Linked DNA regions of Mus musculus: region 2 is linked to region 1. Evidence: chromatin contacts called from public HiChIP or PLAC-seq data. All regions are on one chromosome and are shown on one strand. The core of a region is the stretch at or near the end of the contact, and the rest is flanking DNA. Distances in the headings are between cores, read along the strand shown. Region 1 has its middle 200 kb from the start of Nrg1. Region 2 has its middle 14 kb from the start of Gm22140.

Evidence for each region. HiChIP or PLAC-seq counts read pairs in DNA pulled down with a chosen protein or histone mark.
Region 2: a FOXA1 HiChIP or PLAC-seq map of pancreatic cancer cells shows a contact between it and region 1. The contact joins two enhancer-like sites. A contact is called at or near these places in 1 of 484 Hi-C or Micro-C datasets (embryonic stem cells) and 2 of 115 datasets of contacts at active chromatin or transcription factors (extraembryonic endoderm stem cells and pancreatic cancer cells).

Annotation. Positions count from the first base shown.
Region 1 is chr8:31,718,027-31,722,506 of GRCm38.p6, reverse strand. No RefSeq gene overlaps it. Among named protein-coding and RNA genes, the nearest start is that of Nrg1, 200 kb to the left of the region's middle. Within about 2 kb of position 1,781, at least 55 of the 459 cell types and tissues checked have an H3K27ac peak or open chromatin away from gene starts, as enhancers often do. A contact at or near this core is called in pancreatic cancer cells, where this site is marked.
Region 2 is chr8:32,198,022-32,202,501 of GRCm38.p6, reverse strand. It overlaps a transcript of Nrg1 not described here. Among named protein-coding and RNA genes, the nearest start is that of Gm22140, 14 kb to the right of the region's middle. Within about 2 kb of position 2,206, at least 38 of the 459 cell types and tissues checked have an H3K27ac peak or open chromatin away from gene starts, as enhancers often do. A contact at or near this core is called in pancreatic cancer cells, where this site is marked.

The DNA of each region.
Region 1 (4,480 bases), core at 532-3,031:
GGAGCAAGCCAGTAAGCAGCATCCCTTCATGGCCTCTACATCAGCTCTTGCCTCCAGGTTCCTGCCCTGCTTGAGTTCATGTCCTAGCTTTCTTCAGTGACGGATTGACTACAAGGTGGAAGAATAAGCCAACTAAATCCTTTCCTTCCCAACTTGGTTTTTGGTGTTTTGTTTCAGCAATAGTAAGATCAACTAAGACAACACTGTTCTCTTCTAATTGTTTAAAGAGCTCTTTTAAGGTTCCTGAAAGCTGGAGATAGTGGCATGGCTTTGGGGCAGGCCTATGGTCTTTCCTCCCTATGCCCATGAGACCCTGCCAGGATAAAGGACTGGTGCATGTAGTCAGTGGAGAGCAATAGAATGACACAAAACCTCCATGTATAACTAGGTCTCAGGGAGTGTTGTTTGTGACTCTGGCAGCTGGGGATTCTTTATGACCTATCATACTACTGCATAGAGACAGTGTCTCTTTCTGCAGCTCTTTGCTATCAGACAGTAGGATACTGAAAAAGCAACTTCGGTATCTGATATGTCCGTGGCTTAAACAGATCCCACTTGCCACCGTCAACACGCACATACGTGTGCATGCACAGGTACACAAGGCAGATAATTTCATACAGCAACCACCCTCCTTGGTTTCAGGATTGGCAGAATTCTAAACATTCTGCTCCATTTTCAAACTTAGTTTCATACTGTATATTCTCATTATATTAAGTGTATAATCGCCACAGAAACACTGTGCTATGGTGGGGGGGGTGTTACAGTTCTTCTTGGCCCTAGTGACCCCCATCCAATTCCTGAGAACTTTCAGTGTCCTCCTGGGAATTTTTTCTGGGTCCTGGTTTCTCCCATCCTGGTGGCTCCATTTGATCCTAGAGAGCAATGGCAGGATTAGGATGGGTGGGGTCAGGATTTTAAAGCAGAGCCCTGGATGTCACTTTGATGTGCATCCTGCTTCTCCATGGCTGTAAATAGACTGAACCTTGGGAAGGTAAAGATTATTAGACCAATGGCTCTCAATTTCCCTAATGCTGTGATCCTTTATTGCAGTTCCTCATGTCGTGGTGACCCCTAACCATAAAATTATTTGCACTGCTACTTCATAACTGTGTTTTTGCTACTGTTATGAATCATAATGTAAATATCTGATATGCAGGATATCTAGTATACAACCCCCGTGAAATGGTCATCTGACCCCCAAAAGGATGACAACTTACAGGTGGGGAACCATTGGATTAGACAGTCCAAGCATTTTTAGTTTTCACTCCATTGTGAATCATAGATGTGATGTTGAACAAGTCATTTAACTCTTAGGCTCAGGTTTCTTCAACTGAAAAAAAAAATGGGGATGCAATTGGTACCAAACTCATGGTATGTTCTAGCACTTTAACACACACAGAACAGGAGCTGGGAAATAGAAGTTATAAACCCAGGGCCTTCTTTTAATATCACCACTATAATCCATTAGCTACTATTAGTACAAAGGGTCCTAAATTTGCAGGGACACACAAAGACACGCACAGAGACACACAGACACACAACCTCTTCAAGGGTTCTGCTAAACACAGGGAAGGCATGCCGAGGGTGAGAGGCCAACTTTAACAAAGGCAAACCTTTTGTCTGCAACTTCAGGGTAATGAGAGTTGTGCAAACCCTGTTGGTTGGCATGGAGCTGATCCAGCAGAGCTTGCATCCTGAGATCTCTCTTCTGTTTGCCTCTGCTTACACCCATCCCCCACCCCACCAACTTGCTAGCCTCATTCTTTTCTCTGACTCAGCCAGCAGGCATCTTAAAAACCAACACAGGAAAATCCACTGCCAAACATCTCAGCACCCAAGCGTCTTAGCATTGTCTTACCCTCTGACTCTCCTTGGCACAATGTTCTTCCCGGTGAATTGTGGGTATTTATTAATGTACCCCCGTACCCACACTTTCCTTCTCCACAACCAACTCCATAACAAATTGTGGCATTTGTGTTACAACTTAGTTTGGAATCTGAGCCCTGAGTTTTACCCCCAAATGTATGTGTTTCTAAATATTGACTTATAATTCTATTTGAGTCCAAATGGCATGTTCGAATATTCCCTGTCTATTCAGATTATTGGTGACTGAACAATTAAGTGTTTTCCAGGTGGTTTCACTTAAACTCCAACCTCTTTCTCTAACCCTTACTAGTGTTTTATTAAGAGATCAGCCAATTTGTGTTTGGTTGCAGCCCAGGAGTGGGGGTGGGGGTGCGGGTGTCTTATGGCGATTAGATAGAGGCCAGCTTGCTTTCAGAAAATGCAATCTTAAGATAGGGGGGCCATGCTGACTTCCTGTCTTCGACACAACTAGTCTGCCTTATCTAGCTCCATGAAGGACAGTAGCTTAGAAAATAGGCCTGTAAAAATGGAATCTATCTTCCTTGACATTTGCCAAGCTCAAAGGAACATTGTTGATTTAAATAAAAGAAACACCAACCAACCAACCAACCCCACTATCCAGATAGTGACAGAGTAATGAACGGTGTCATTAAATTGAAAACCTAGAGCAAAAATAGGAAAAGGAATGAGGAAGATGCTAGGCACAGGAGAAGGAAGGCAGTTCTCCATCAACAGTGGCTGCCAAGAACAAGCTGGGTCCTCAGTGGCTCTCTATGGAGTGTCTAAGATGTCACAGAGTCAGCAAGACAGTGATCAGTGTGATCCTTTTTTCCTGAAAAATTTTATTTATTTTTATTTTTAAAATTATTTTTTTTACACTCCATATTCCATTCCTCGCCCCCTGCCCCAATCCACCCTCTGACTGCTCCACATCCCACACCTCTTCCCCACCCCTGTGTCCACCTGGATGCCCCATCCCCCCACCCCTCCACCCCACTTGACCTCTAAACTCCCTGGGGCCTCCAGTCTCTTGAGGGTTAGGTGCATCATCTCTGAATGAACACAGATCCAGAAGTCCTCTACTGTATGTGTGTTGGGGGTCTCATATCAGCTGGTGTATGCTGTCCGTTTGGTGGTCCAGTGTTTGAGAGATCTCGAGGACCCAGATTAGTTGAGACTGCTGGTCCTCCTATAGGATCACCCTTCTCCTTAGCTTCTTTCAGCCTTCCCTAATTCACCAACAGGGGTGAGCTACTTCTGTCCATTGGTTGAGTGTAAATATCTGCATCTGACTCTTTCAGCTGCTCGTTGGGTCTTTTGGAGGGCAGTCCTGCTAAGTCCCTTTTTGTGAGCTCTCCATAGCCTCAGTAATAGTGTCAGGCCTTAGGACCTGCCCTTGAGCTGGATCCATGGTTCCTATGTATAAGCAGATCCTAGGAATCATGGATGATATTAGGCCCAGAGGCTGAACACAGCTGGATGGGAAGGAGCTTCCATCCCTTTCTCAGGTCCATCTGATTTTTGCCTAACCTTCCATCCTAGAGAGCATCACAAGGGAGGAATTGCCTCAGTTCTTGCAGATGCACAGTGGAGTTTGAATCTGGACTGCCTGACAGACATACTTGGTTCCCATTTTGTGATGCTACTTTGAAGGTGGGAAAGCCTTAACTGAGTAGGCCTACATGACAGCGTCAGATCACTGGGGTGAGCCTTTGAGGCTCATACTGACTCTGGTTCCGGCCCATGTGCTGTGGTTTCTGATGGACTTATGTAGCCCTTCCGCTGCATACTTGCAGTAGTCTACATTATCTTCCCACTACCAAGGACTAAGTTCCCCAACAACTGGGAGCCAAAAGACATTACTCTACCTTGCATTCGTGGGGAGTTTTGATGCAAAGATGAATGAAAAGGAGTGTAAGGGTGGGGGGTCCTTCAGGGATCATATAGAGCCTTCACAGATCTCTGGGAGAACAAACAGGAAGTCCCCCAACATAGCACAGGTGGGCCATGCCCTTTCCTCAGCATTATCAAAGTAGAGGGTCATAAAGGAATTGTCATGGGACATTTTCCCATGCAGTATCAGCTCTGGCTAGTAAATGGGGTATTACAAGCCTTCTGGAACTGCTGGCACTGAAATTAAAGGTCAGGGCCCTTGCACACAAAACTTCTATTCTCCACTGATAATCTAGACATTCCAGTGTTATCCAAGCTTCACAAACCAGCACTCTGAAGAAAACATATAGACATTGTCAGTGGCAATCTGCAGATAACAGTGGCTCCTGACACTCAGAGTGAGGTGAAGGTCTAGGACAGGAAACCACAGTAAAATTGATAAATTTAAAAATAATTTTCTAGGTGTTTATTGATCCAAGTTCATTTTTAAAACGAAGTCATTGGGTTACCAATTATTTAATGCTATTAAATTAGACAATTCTAGGGAAATATCTATCGATACCTTCAAACTCAGTTAAACTTTAAATATGAGAATTCCTGAGATGGACCATCACCTTCACAATGGCCTTAGTTTCATCCTGGAAGCCCTACTTTCTGGTGGGGTCCACACTGGGATCAACCTTAGTCATCACTGTACTCCCACCAATGGCTGAGGTTTTAT
Region 2 (4,480 bases), core at 957-3,456, 480 kb before region 1:
TTGCCCTGGTTAATACCTGGGCACAACCTAAAGCCACCCCAGAGGAGGAAACTTCAATAAAGAAAAGGCCTCCATAAGATCAGGTTGTAGATAAGCCTAGAAGGCATTTTCTTGATTAATGGTTGATTGGGAGGGCCCAGTCTGTTGTGGGTGGGGCCATCCCAGGTTGGTGGTCTTGGGTTCTATAAACAAGCAGGCTGAGCAATCCATGGGAGCAAGTCAGTAAGCAGCACCCTCCATGGCCTATGCATCAGCTCCTGCCTCCAGGTTCCTGTCCTGCTTGAGTTCCTGTCCTGACTTCCTCCAATTATGAACTGTGGTATAGAAAGAAGTATAAGCCAAATAAACCCTTCCCAGCTTGCTTTTTTTTTTTTTTTTTTTTTTTTTTTTGGTCATGGTGTTTCATTGTGGCAACAGAAACCCTAAGTAAGGCAAATGTAGTGATTTGTTTAATGTAATAATCAAATTCTTTTAAGCACAAATCAAAGTGACTTAAAAGTAACTATTGACTGATTCCCTTCACAACGCTACAGAGGTAGGTGCTATTACCTTGGCTAATTTAGAGGTAAGGAAACTGGAGCCATGGCAGAATTACATACATACTTTTGGTCACGCGGGTAATAAGAAGAACTGGGTTCCAAACCTAGGAACTTCAGACTCAAAACAGATGCGATGAATGAGTAAACCATGTGGCTTTGTGCCACCTTCTTGCTTATCCATGAATGATACACACTGAGCTGTGAATGCACAACTTCCAAGAATACTTTTAATTTCATAAATACATTAATCATTATAAAAAATGAAATGAATCCCTAAATATACCTAAACAGAGAAAGTGACCCCAAATCCTATTCCTCTAAAATATGGCATCATTAAAAGATGGAATTGCAATAGCTTGCCTGTATCATTTTACACCCACGCAGACATAGCGGGACTGTATCATGTCCTTTTCATCGTGGCTGTCACACATCATCCTGTTCTCAGAGTTGTCTATTTGGGAAATCCTCAAAAACCTGTGTGTGTTCTTCTACGTATATGCTTTATATCCATGAAAATGGAAATCACTGGCATTTGAAAATGTGGTTGTATTAAATGTAATATTCTGCATGTTGATTTTTCTCACTTTACAGTTGATCCAGATCACATGGCAAAATCCATAAGCATTCTTTACCTGCCCCACGGCATTCCTTATACAGCACACATGTACCACATGCGTCCAGTTGTTTCCTTAGCTTGCAGGAGTTCTCTTAAATCGTTATGCTTTGGGCAGTATGCTGGGCATGTTAGGGCAACTTTAGTAAATATGAGAGGTTTTAAAACACTTAAAGTAGAATTTTAGAAAAAAAAAAACATATCCTCAAAGGATTGTTAATGTTTTAATTATAATTTCTATGAGTAAGGGAATAAGCAGAAAGTATGGGAAGAACTTACTACTTTAATAAAATTAAACAATTATCTATTCATTGTTATCTGATTAAAGCTAATTTCCCCCTGTACTCATTAAATCCTTTCCTAAGGAGATATACAATAGGACATTGTCACAAACACCACAGTCTCTAGACAGCTGAACTTTGGGATATAGTACCTACTATCCAATTCTTGTCTATGACAACATGTATAGAATATATATATTCTCTTCTTGCATACTGATTTCTAGCTGTGAAGTTCATTCTCTCTCTCTCCCTCCCCCTCCCCCCCTCCCCCTCCCCCCCTCCCCCACCTTTACAAGGTTTCTTTGTGTAGCCCTGACTGTCCTGGAACTAGCTCTTTAGACCAGTCTGGCCTCAAGGTCAGAGATCCACCTGTCTCTGCCTGCAGATTGCTGGGATTAAAGGTGCACTGCTGGCACAATCACTCTTCCTGCTGTGTTTTCCTGTGTGTCAAGCCTCAGCTTGGAATAAAGTCTCCACAGCCCCTCTGGGGACTTCTGTTCATCGACACTGAAGTACAATTTCCTCTGCAAATCTCTCATAGATCTTCTTTCCTGTTCTCCCTCATGTACAATGAATAACCTGTACCCCACATGGCCCCCACACACTCCATCCTCCGCTTTAGTACAATCCTTCCTTTAAACTCATCTATATCACATAGCAGACTTCACTTTCTTCTATTTGGAACGTGTCCTTTCCAACCTTTTCCAGAGTGGTCCTGTCTGGCATGCCTAAGGTGCTCTGCAGTGTTTGTTGACTGAGTAACAAAAGGCAGCAGAAGAATGTGTTGGATTGGAATTGTGAAAGCTTTCCACTTATCGCGAATATGGAAAGGCTCAGTGGAATCCTAGAGAAAATAATCCGAGAGCTGAGACTTTCCAGAGGGCACTTGCACGGAAAAGGAGGAGCAGAGCCTGATCAGAAGTTGAGTAAATATCCTCCAAGGCCCCTGATTATCCAGACATTGACAAAAGAAAGATTCTGCAAGGCCTGCCACTGTGTCCATGAGGAAGTCCTGGCTCAGATGATTCATGGTTAAATATTTGCATCTCTTCTAGCTAAGAAAAACAAAAGCTGTGGCATTCCATAGCCCTTAGGCATGTTAGATCTAGGGGCTTTGCCAGTTCTTTCTCCTTAGCAGTCGGTTACTAACGAGGCCCCACTTCATAAAAAAACGAAGGCATGAGAAATGGGAAGGAAGTTGAAGAGCAAGCTATCGGGTTGGAATTCAGAAAGTATATCAAGGCCAACAAAGTAATTGTGAAATTTGATTATTAATGTTTTGATACTTCGATAGACCTGTTTTCTGTTCTCCAGCAGAAACAAGCAAGATGAAGGATGGTAAATGTTTTGAGTAAAGAGAGGGGAAATATAGATAAGTTATTCCTCCAAATCTATCCAGTAAGCTGAGTGCACCGTCTCCAGATATCAACAATCAGGGTCAGAGTGGGTCTCCAAGTAAGCGGTACACTTGTTGATGGACACACTGAATGTATTTATCTCACGACAGCCTGAAAATTCCATGTTGTTATTTCCACTTCGGAGATAAGAAAATGGAGGGTAAGAAAAAAAAATAATTATCAGTAATTGAAGAAGTGAGGAGGACTTGAATTCAAGTAACAGAAAGAGAGGCAGTTAGCTAAGAGTTTCAGAATGTTATACTGTAAGATGTGCCACCAGTCGTAGGACCTTATGTACTTGCTACCAAAAAAATCTATTTTCAGCTCTATTCTTCAGGTTTAAGGTTTGGCTGGGAGGATGGGGGTCCAACATTGTTCATGGAAATCTTGCCCTTAGTATTAGAATCCATTTATAAACTTACGTGGATGAGCTTCTCAAATCCTTTCAGAAAACAATTTTTATTAAGATGTATAAACAAAAATTAATTCTGTGTGCCCCTCAGCTGTAAGGTTGGCAGAGTTCCTGAGCTTTAACTTAAAGCTCCTAAGCATTGTTAACATGGGACCAATTTCTTCCTTGGGCCATAAATATATAATTACTCATGTTTTGTTTTAATTTCACAGAGGTATACAAAATATCTTAAGCAAATCCACCACCTAATCCTTCCATGCAAAACCCAGTTTAATCTCCCTTTCCAACTTCAAGACTTTTTTGGAACCAGTACTGTCCACATGTGCACAGCTGTGGGATTATTCACAAAGGCACAGGCAACCTGTCAGTGGCCCCACCTCAAAGGAAAGTGAATCTCCTTGCTGTAGTAACCACGGGCTGCCAAGTGCTCCTTGGATGGGAATGGGGCCTCAGGAGCCCCTTGGGAGCCCTATCTAACCTCCATGCTTTCTTTCCTAAATGTTGTGTTTGAGAGCTGAAAGACCAAGAAAAAGATGTTCTGAAATCCTCCAAACTAAAACCCTCCCCAGTACTGGTACATATTATGAGAGTGCATGAAAATAGGATCCCGAATACTGCTCTTGATGGGATTCCTATTCCTTTACTATGTAGACAAGGTTAGGTTTCATGGATGTTATATGGAGACCACACTTTATGAACCTGGCTCTATTACTCTCTTGTTTTGGACCTTGGTCAGGACAAAAACCCTAAATGACTATATTTCCTTTGAGGCTCCATGACAGAGTAACTGAAAGAAACAAGTTATAAAAACCTTAATTTAGGCAGACAACCGGCCACCATCCGGACCAGAGGACAGGTGTCCGCCTGGCTTGGGAGGCGACCTCAGCCTCAGCAGCAGCGGTCGCCATCTTGGTTCCGGGACTCAGCAGAATTTAGGAAATTAGTCTGAACAGGTTAGAGGGTGCGCCAGAGAACCGGACAGCTTCTGGGACGGGCAGAAGCACAGAGCCGCTGAGGCAGCAGCCTGGGCGGGCCGCAGATAACCGGCCACCATCCGGACCAGAGGACAGGTGTCCGCCTGGCTCGGGAGACGGCCTCGGCCTCAGGAGCAGCGGTCACCATCTTGGTTCCAGGACTCCCTGGAACTTAGGATTTTAGTCTGCACAGGTGAGAGTCTGCACCACAGAAGCTGACAGCTTCTGGGAACTGCCAAAGCAACACAGCTTCTGAGAGAGGCC